Regions from separate parts of the Mus musculus genome. Here region 2 is linked to region 1. The links are chromatin contacts, called in public Hi-C maps. All regions are on one chromosome and are shown on one strand. Each heading gives the region's core, a stretch centred on a gene start, on an enhancer-like site or on the middle of the called end of the contact. The rest is flanking DNA. Distances are from core to core; before and after follow the strand shown. Region 1 has its middle 94 kb from the start of Sema3e. Region 2 holds the start of Sema3e (sema domain, immunoglobulin domain (Ig), short basic domain, secreted, (semaphorin) 3E).

Region 1 (2,818 bases), core at 157-2,656:
TGGTGCTGGGAGTCATATCACAAACCTAATTTCTGCTCACCTCTGAATTGATGGTCATTAGGCAGGATGTGGGCTTGTAACCTGGGGGTGCAGGTATGTTGGGAGAATAACCAAGAGACACTGGTCTTGTTTGAGATTAGCCTAGAGACTAGAGCTGAGCTTGGGTTTGGTTGGGGGTCAACTTGGAAACCAGCTTGTTAGTTTACCTAAATTCAAACTTAGGTCAGGTTCTTTAAAATGGAGTCTGAATTTAACAGATTTGGCCTCTCATTTCTATCCCCTTAGAGGCTTGTAATCTTTCCTCCTATTCTTCCATAAGAGTACCAAAAGCTCCATCTACTGTTTGACTCTGAGTGTCTGTAACTGTCTCAGCTGCTGGGTGGAGCCTCTCAGAGGATAACATGCTCCTGTTTGCAAGTATAACAGAGTATCATTAATAATGTTAGGGATTGGTGCTTGGCCATGGGATGAGTCTCAAGTTTGACTGGTTATTGGTTGGCCATTCCCTCAGTCTCTCCTCTATCCCCTGTCCCTGAATTTCTTGTAGACAGGATACATTTTGGGTTGAAAATTTTGTATTTGGGTTGGTGTCTCTATTGCTCCACTGGGGTTTCTGCCTGGTTACAGGAGGTGGCTCCTTCAGATTTCATATTCCCAATGTAGTGAGATGCATCACTGATTCTTTTAAAATATGGATCCTAAATTTTCCTTGGTCTTCAAACAAACATTCAGAGGTGCCATAGACTTGATTTTTTTTTTTCCATTTGGAAATCAAACTCCACCATCTCTGAATTTTTGTGGATTTATCAATAATAACAAACAGCTCGCATGCTTGTTCTACAACAACATATTATAGTTTGTTATATTAGTTATCCAGAGCTTCAGAAATTACTCCCTGCTTGGTGATCTGAAACAGTTCCCAACTGTTCTCTCATAATTCAGAAAGCCTGCCATTTAAAACCAAAGTGTAGGCAAAGTTGATCCCTTATGATAACTTTAAGAGAGAGACGCTCCTGTTTGTCTTGTAGTGTCTGGTGACAGTCATGGTTAGCACTCCATATCTTATATCTTACCTCAGCTATGCTGTCTTAGAGAAAACTCTGTCTTTTTGTTTTGATCTACTACTAAGGCAGTAAATTTCCATCCTCGCCTTGAATCTACTAGCAGAATTCCAAAGATTACATTCTCAGGCCCATGGTAGATGTGGTTGTTTTGGGAAGTGACATCATTTAATCCATGACATGCATGACAAATTATTTGTCACATTATTTGAATATTAGTGAAAAAAATCACTATTTGTTTTTAGGTATTAAGATAGGCTAAAATTTAACTCTGTCTAAGGCACTGCTGTATTGTTGTGAAGGGACACCATGACCAAAGGAATTCTTATAAAACAAAGTATGTAATTGTGGCCTGGCTTTAGTCCACTATTATCATACCTGGAATCACAGCAGCAGAGAGCACAGCAGCAGGCAGGCATAGTGCTGGGGAAATAGCTGACAGATATATCCTGGTCCACAGGCAGAGAAAAGGAGGAAACTGTAAAAGTAACTTCCATTTACCTGGTGTAATTGTTGTCTCAGAGGCATATTGCTTCCGTCTGCTAACCTAGGCCTGGGCCTAGAAGCTTGCTCAAGTACAATCTTATCTAGGGAGAGAACGTTTGCAGCCTCTTAAACTTACTGCTGAGCAAGCTTCCCCATTCTACTGCTTTCTGAACTCTGGCAGATTGAATTCAGCTGTTCTGACTCAAACCCCTCTACAGGCTTACTGATCAGTCTGGCTTCTCAGTTATCCTGAATCCTCCACTTGACCTCAAACTAACTCTATAATCTATTCTGATCTTCTGGCTCCTTCTCATTTTCTGGCCTGTTATCTCTCTGCATCTTGTCTCTGTACAACTGTCCAGGTAAAACTATCTTCTCTCTCCCTCTCCTCTCCCTCCCCCTCCCCTCTCCCCTCCCCTCCCCTCTCCCCTCCCTCCTCTCTCTCCTCCACTGTTCTCTCTTGTCACCTCTTTTTCTCCTCTTCTCATGAGACTTGGGCATATTCTGTCAAATCTTTCTCTAGTTTGTCACTTTGTCTGCCACTCATGGATGTTTCTTTCTATAAACTAACTTTACCTTCATTGTTTGGGATTAAAGGTGAGTAGTAAGGGTGTGTCTGTATTCTATAACTCCATATCTCCATATACACATAAATATGCCAATGTACATGTATATATGTTTCTGACGGGGTGGAAGTAGGTGGTAAAGATATTTCAACACTCCAAGATATGAAAAGAAGCTAACTTGTAGTTTAATTCTTGTGGGCTTAAAATTGAAAATAAGTACTCATAGATATTTCCAGACTGACTATTTTAAAAGCCAAAGGCAAAATATGGAATCTGAGATAAAGTTTGATAAAGAGCTACTTACTGGGAAACAGCAGCAAATAGAAACATCCAGAAATATTTTTCTGTCAAATGTTTGTACCTCATGATTTAGAGAAAAATAAAACCTTCTATCTTCTAAATTATTCTGAAAGTTTTTTTCTTCTACTTTGTATTTTGTAACCAATTGGCAGCATTACTATACAACAGAGTATCCTATCTTTTCATTTTTGGCATACAAACCCCTTTTATATACTTTGTAGAGAATGGCATATTAATAGAAGCAGTACAATTAGTTTGAGAAAATAGCTATTAAATTTAGTTTGAAAGTTCCAAAAGAACCATGCCAATTGTTACCAAAAAAAGATTAAGAGGAAATACTAATTTTATCAAGAAAATGAAATACAAGATACTAATACTAATAATTGTTACTCTGTCATTAACCAA
Region 2 (3,007 bases), core at 371-2,870, 94 kb before region 1:
TAATTTATTCCAAATTCCTTTCAAGTCAACAAAATCGCTTCCTCTTAACACAGGTTTTGCTTCTTATTTGTTTGGTGACAGGAGGACTGATGATTGGCTTTGACTGGTCCTGATGCAGAACCTATCGTTTGATCATTTATTTATGAATATGATGGAGCTGTGTGCAGAGTAAAATAAACATTGTGCTAAGCATTCAGTAAAAATAGATGAATGCACACTTAAAGAAACAGCTAGTACATAGTAATATTTAATCATTACAAGTCACTTTACCATGATTGCCAATAAACTACTTTATTTTGCCACATATTAAAATATTCTAATAATCAACTCAGTGTGAAGGCTAATTTGTATTATTTGTTAGTCATTTTAATTACACGGGGGAATGATATCATTTTTTTTCCTCAGGAATTTTCTTTTCTCCTCTCAATCTCATTAAAAAGAAAACAAACAAAACACCCAACAACAACGACAGCAGCAACAACAGTGTGCCTCTACTTTTAAAGCCTGTCCCATAGGCCTCCCATAGTGCAAGTAGTGGTATTTCAGTAGCTACAGCTCACTTGGGGGATTTAGCCTTTCCAGCTATTAGCAGCTGCGCCCCACCTTCTCAGTTCTGCAGAGCGGTGAGTGAACTTCTCCAGAATAATATCTGATATTTCTAGGGCAAAAATAACACCTCCAAGTTGGCAAGCGATTTAACACTTTTTCCAGATGAGGTAGGATATGTTAACTCGAGGTGCTTACACTCCTGGGTGAGTGTGGCAATATGCTTCAGGTGCACTTTGAGGGTCTTGGGGGCAACATGGACCTGTGTTAAGTGACTTTCCATTCGGTCATTTTCCTAACAAAAGGATAAGGAAAGGTAACCTACCTTTATGTGACAGGCGTAGCCTGGGGTAGGAGGGGTTCGCGGAGTGACCTGGGGTCCAGAGTTCCAGCAGGTGACCCCAGAGCAGCAAGGTGAGGATGTGTCCGGCCGGTGCCATGGTGCGTGCTGGCTCTCCTCTGGCCCCTGCAGCCACACTTTAAGACAGGATTGAGTTTTACTTAGTACTTCCCTCCAGGGGCAACTGCGGGCGACAGGCTTTGTCACAAACAGAAGGGGTTGTCATCAGAAAATACCATTCCCAAGTGCCATTTGCCGGGCAATATTTGGATCCGCTAAGCCTTTCTGTCCTTGGGCCCGGTGGTTAGAAGCGCGGAGCAAGAGACCGTCCAAGGAGCGCGTCTTGAGAGCCAGGTCCGGGCTGGTGCTGTCGCCGTCACCCAGACGCGGAGTGAGGAGGAGGCTGTGGCTAGCTTCAGTCTCCCCGCCAGCTATTCATTGAGAAAACAGTCGGAGCAGAGCAGCAGCCTCCCCCAGCTCTTCCCCCAGCCTCCCCGCCAGCCTCCCAGAAGTCAGCCTCCTGCACTGACTTGCCGAGCAGCTAGTTCGTATTCGCCTCTCCTCTCGATAATTAGAAGCAAGAAGTGCCACTTGCGCCAGGAGCGCGGGATCCACCCAGCGGGGATGCCGCCTGTCAGCGCTCTGTTTACAGGAAAGTTCAGGCAGGGTTGAGCCCGCGCGCGTTTCTAGGAAGTGTCTCCAGCCCACGTGCCTCGCCGCATCTCCCCGGCTCTGACCCGCCCGCCAGGCAAGGGAGACAGGTCCTCACCCTGTCGGGGCGGGGCCAGGAAGACCTGCAGAATACTATTGAGCATGTGAAAGGCTGAGCCGTGGCCTCGGGAAGGACTTTGAAATGCTCATTCATCTTTCAATAAATCCACAGTCTAAATCTCCCACTATCCGGGAGCCAAATTAATTTGTTCACTGTTTCCACAGAACCTTGTTCACAATTCAAGTTTTCTGTATTTTCCATCTTAGAAATGTTACTTTTGACTCTTGAGGAAAGTGCGTATTTCAAGAGCCAGAGGGGTAAAATGTCACTTTTCCATCGTTTCATAAATGAGTTAATATGAAAAAAGAAATCTGCCGTATATTCATTTTCCTAAAACAAAAACATATCTCAGCTCACATTTAAGAAAGATTAAAGGTCAAGGTATTGGTCTTCTGAGAGAGGTGTCTCGATGTAGAGAGGTGTAGGTAAAGTTGAGACTCTCTACTCGCTGGGCCTGGGTAAGGCAAGCATTAACACAGGATGTAAAGTACCTTGGAAGTCAGTGTTGTGCACTCTCAGAGTTTATTTTCATGACACCATGTTTGTGTAAGTAAACTTAACACAATAGGTCAGCTGTTCAATCTACTTTCAAGCAGTTTCAAAAACTAAACCAAACGTTCTAGAGCTGCTGGCATGGAAATGAATTGTATTATTTCAAGACAGCAGTAAGCTGTAATAGCGGTTTGGTCTCACAGCTGAAAGTTAAATGGTAAACAAATGATATCCGCTATGATGGCTTTTTCTTCTTAGTCTTCATTTTATATATAGCAATGGCTGTGGACAGTTTTTCAGAATTATGTGCTTAAAGTGATATGATTATAACAAAAAGATAACTTAGGTCATTCCAATATCCTACATTCTATACAAGCAAGAAGTCCAACCAGGCATCCTTTACCCATGTTTAAAGGATAACATGGACAGAGTATATTTAGCAAAATGTAAATGTCACCGGAGATTATAAATAATTAGATTTGCAAGGTTCACAAAAGATAACAAACTCTAAACAGTACTTAACGCTGAAACAACATGAAGTATGTCGACTTTTAACACGGGGTGGTCTTTGTAGACACTTGCATATTTTAAAAGCCAGGGAGATGGGCTACAGACCTAACTGTAACATCCTGTAACTTCACAATCATTTCACTCTGTTCCAGAAACCAAAGTAACTAGAACATAGATAACAACTTTATCAGCTTTACCTAAGGGCAGGGTCTGTGCATTGATTACTGAAATTAATATCCTTATTCAACTGACATCTACCTAAGATTGCTATAGGGTTAAAGAAAGACGATCATAGATACTTCATTGAGACTCAAAGTAAATTGGAGAATAAGTACTATTAATGCTAA

Evidence for each region. Hi-C and Micro-C count contacts between places; a contact is called where the count stands out from the background.
Region 2: a contact with region 1 is called in a Hi-C map of embryonic fibroblasts, with 1.8 times the contacts expected there. The contact joins the promoter of Sema3e here to the enhancer-like site in region 1. A contact is called at or near these places in 2 of 39 promoter capture datasets (embryonic stem cells and liver), 9 of 484 Hi-C or Micro-C datasets (the AML12 cell line, adipose-derived mesenchymal stem cells, cortical neurons and 3 more), 5 of 115 datasets of contacts at active chromatin or transcription factors (embryonic stem cells and fibro-adipogenic progenitors) and 2 of 9 other capture datasets (adipose tissue and embryonic stem cells).

What each region holds. Positions count from the first base shown.
Region 1 is chr5:13,930,094-13,932,911 of GRCm38.p6, reverse strand. No RefSeq gene overlaps it. Among named protein-coding and RNA genes, the nearest start is that of Sema3e, 94 kb to the left of the region's middle. Within about 2 kb of position 1,406, at least 13 of the 459 cell types and tissues checked have an H3K27ac peak or open chromatin away from gene starts, as enhancers often do. A contact at or near this core is called in embryonic fibroblasts and pancreatic cancer cells, where this site is marked.
Region 2 is chr5:14,023,889-14,026,895 of GRCm38.p6, reverse strand. Sema3e (sema domain, immunoglobulin domain (Ig), short basic domain, secreted, (semaphorin) 3E) reads right to left here and starts at 1,620. Exons shown (of 17, transcript NM_011348.2): 1 at 872-1,620. The coding sequence starts at 986.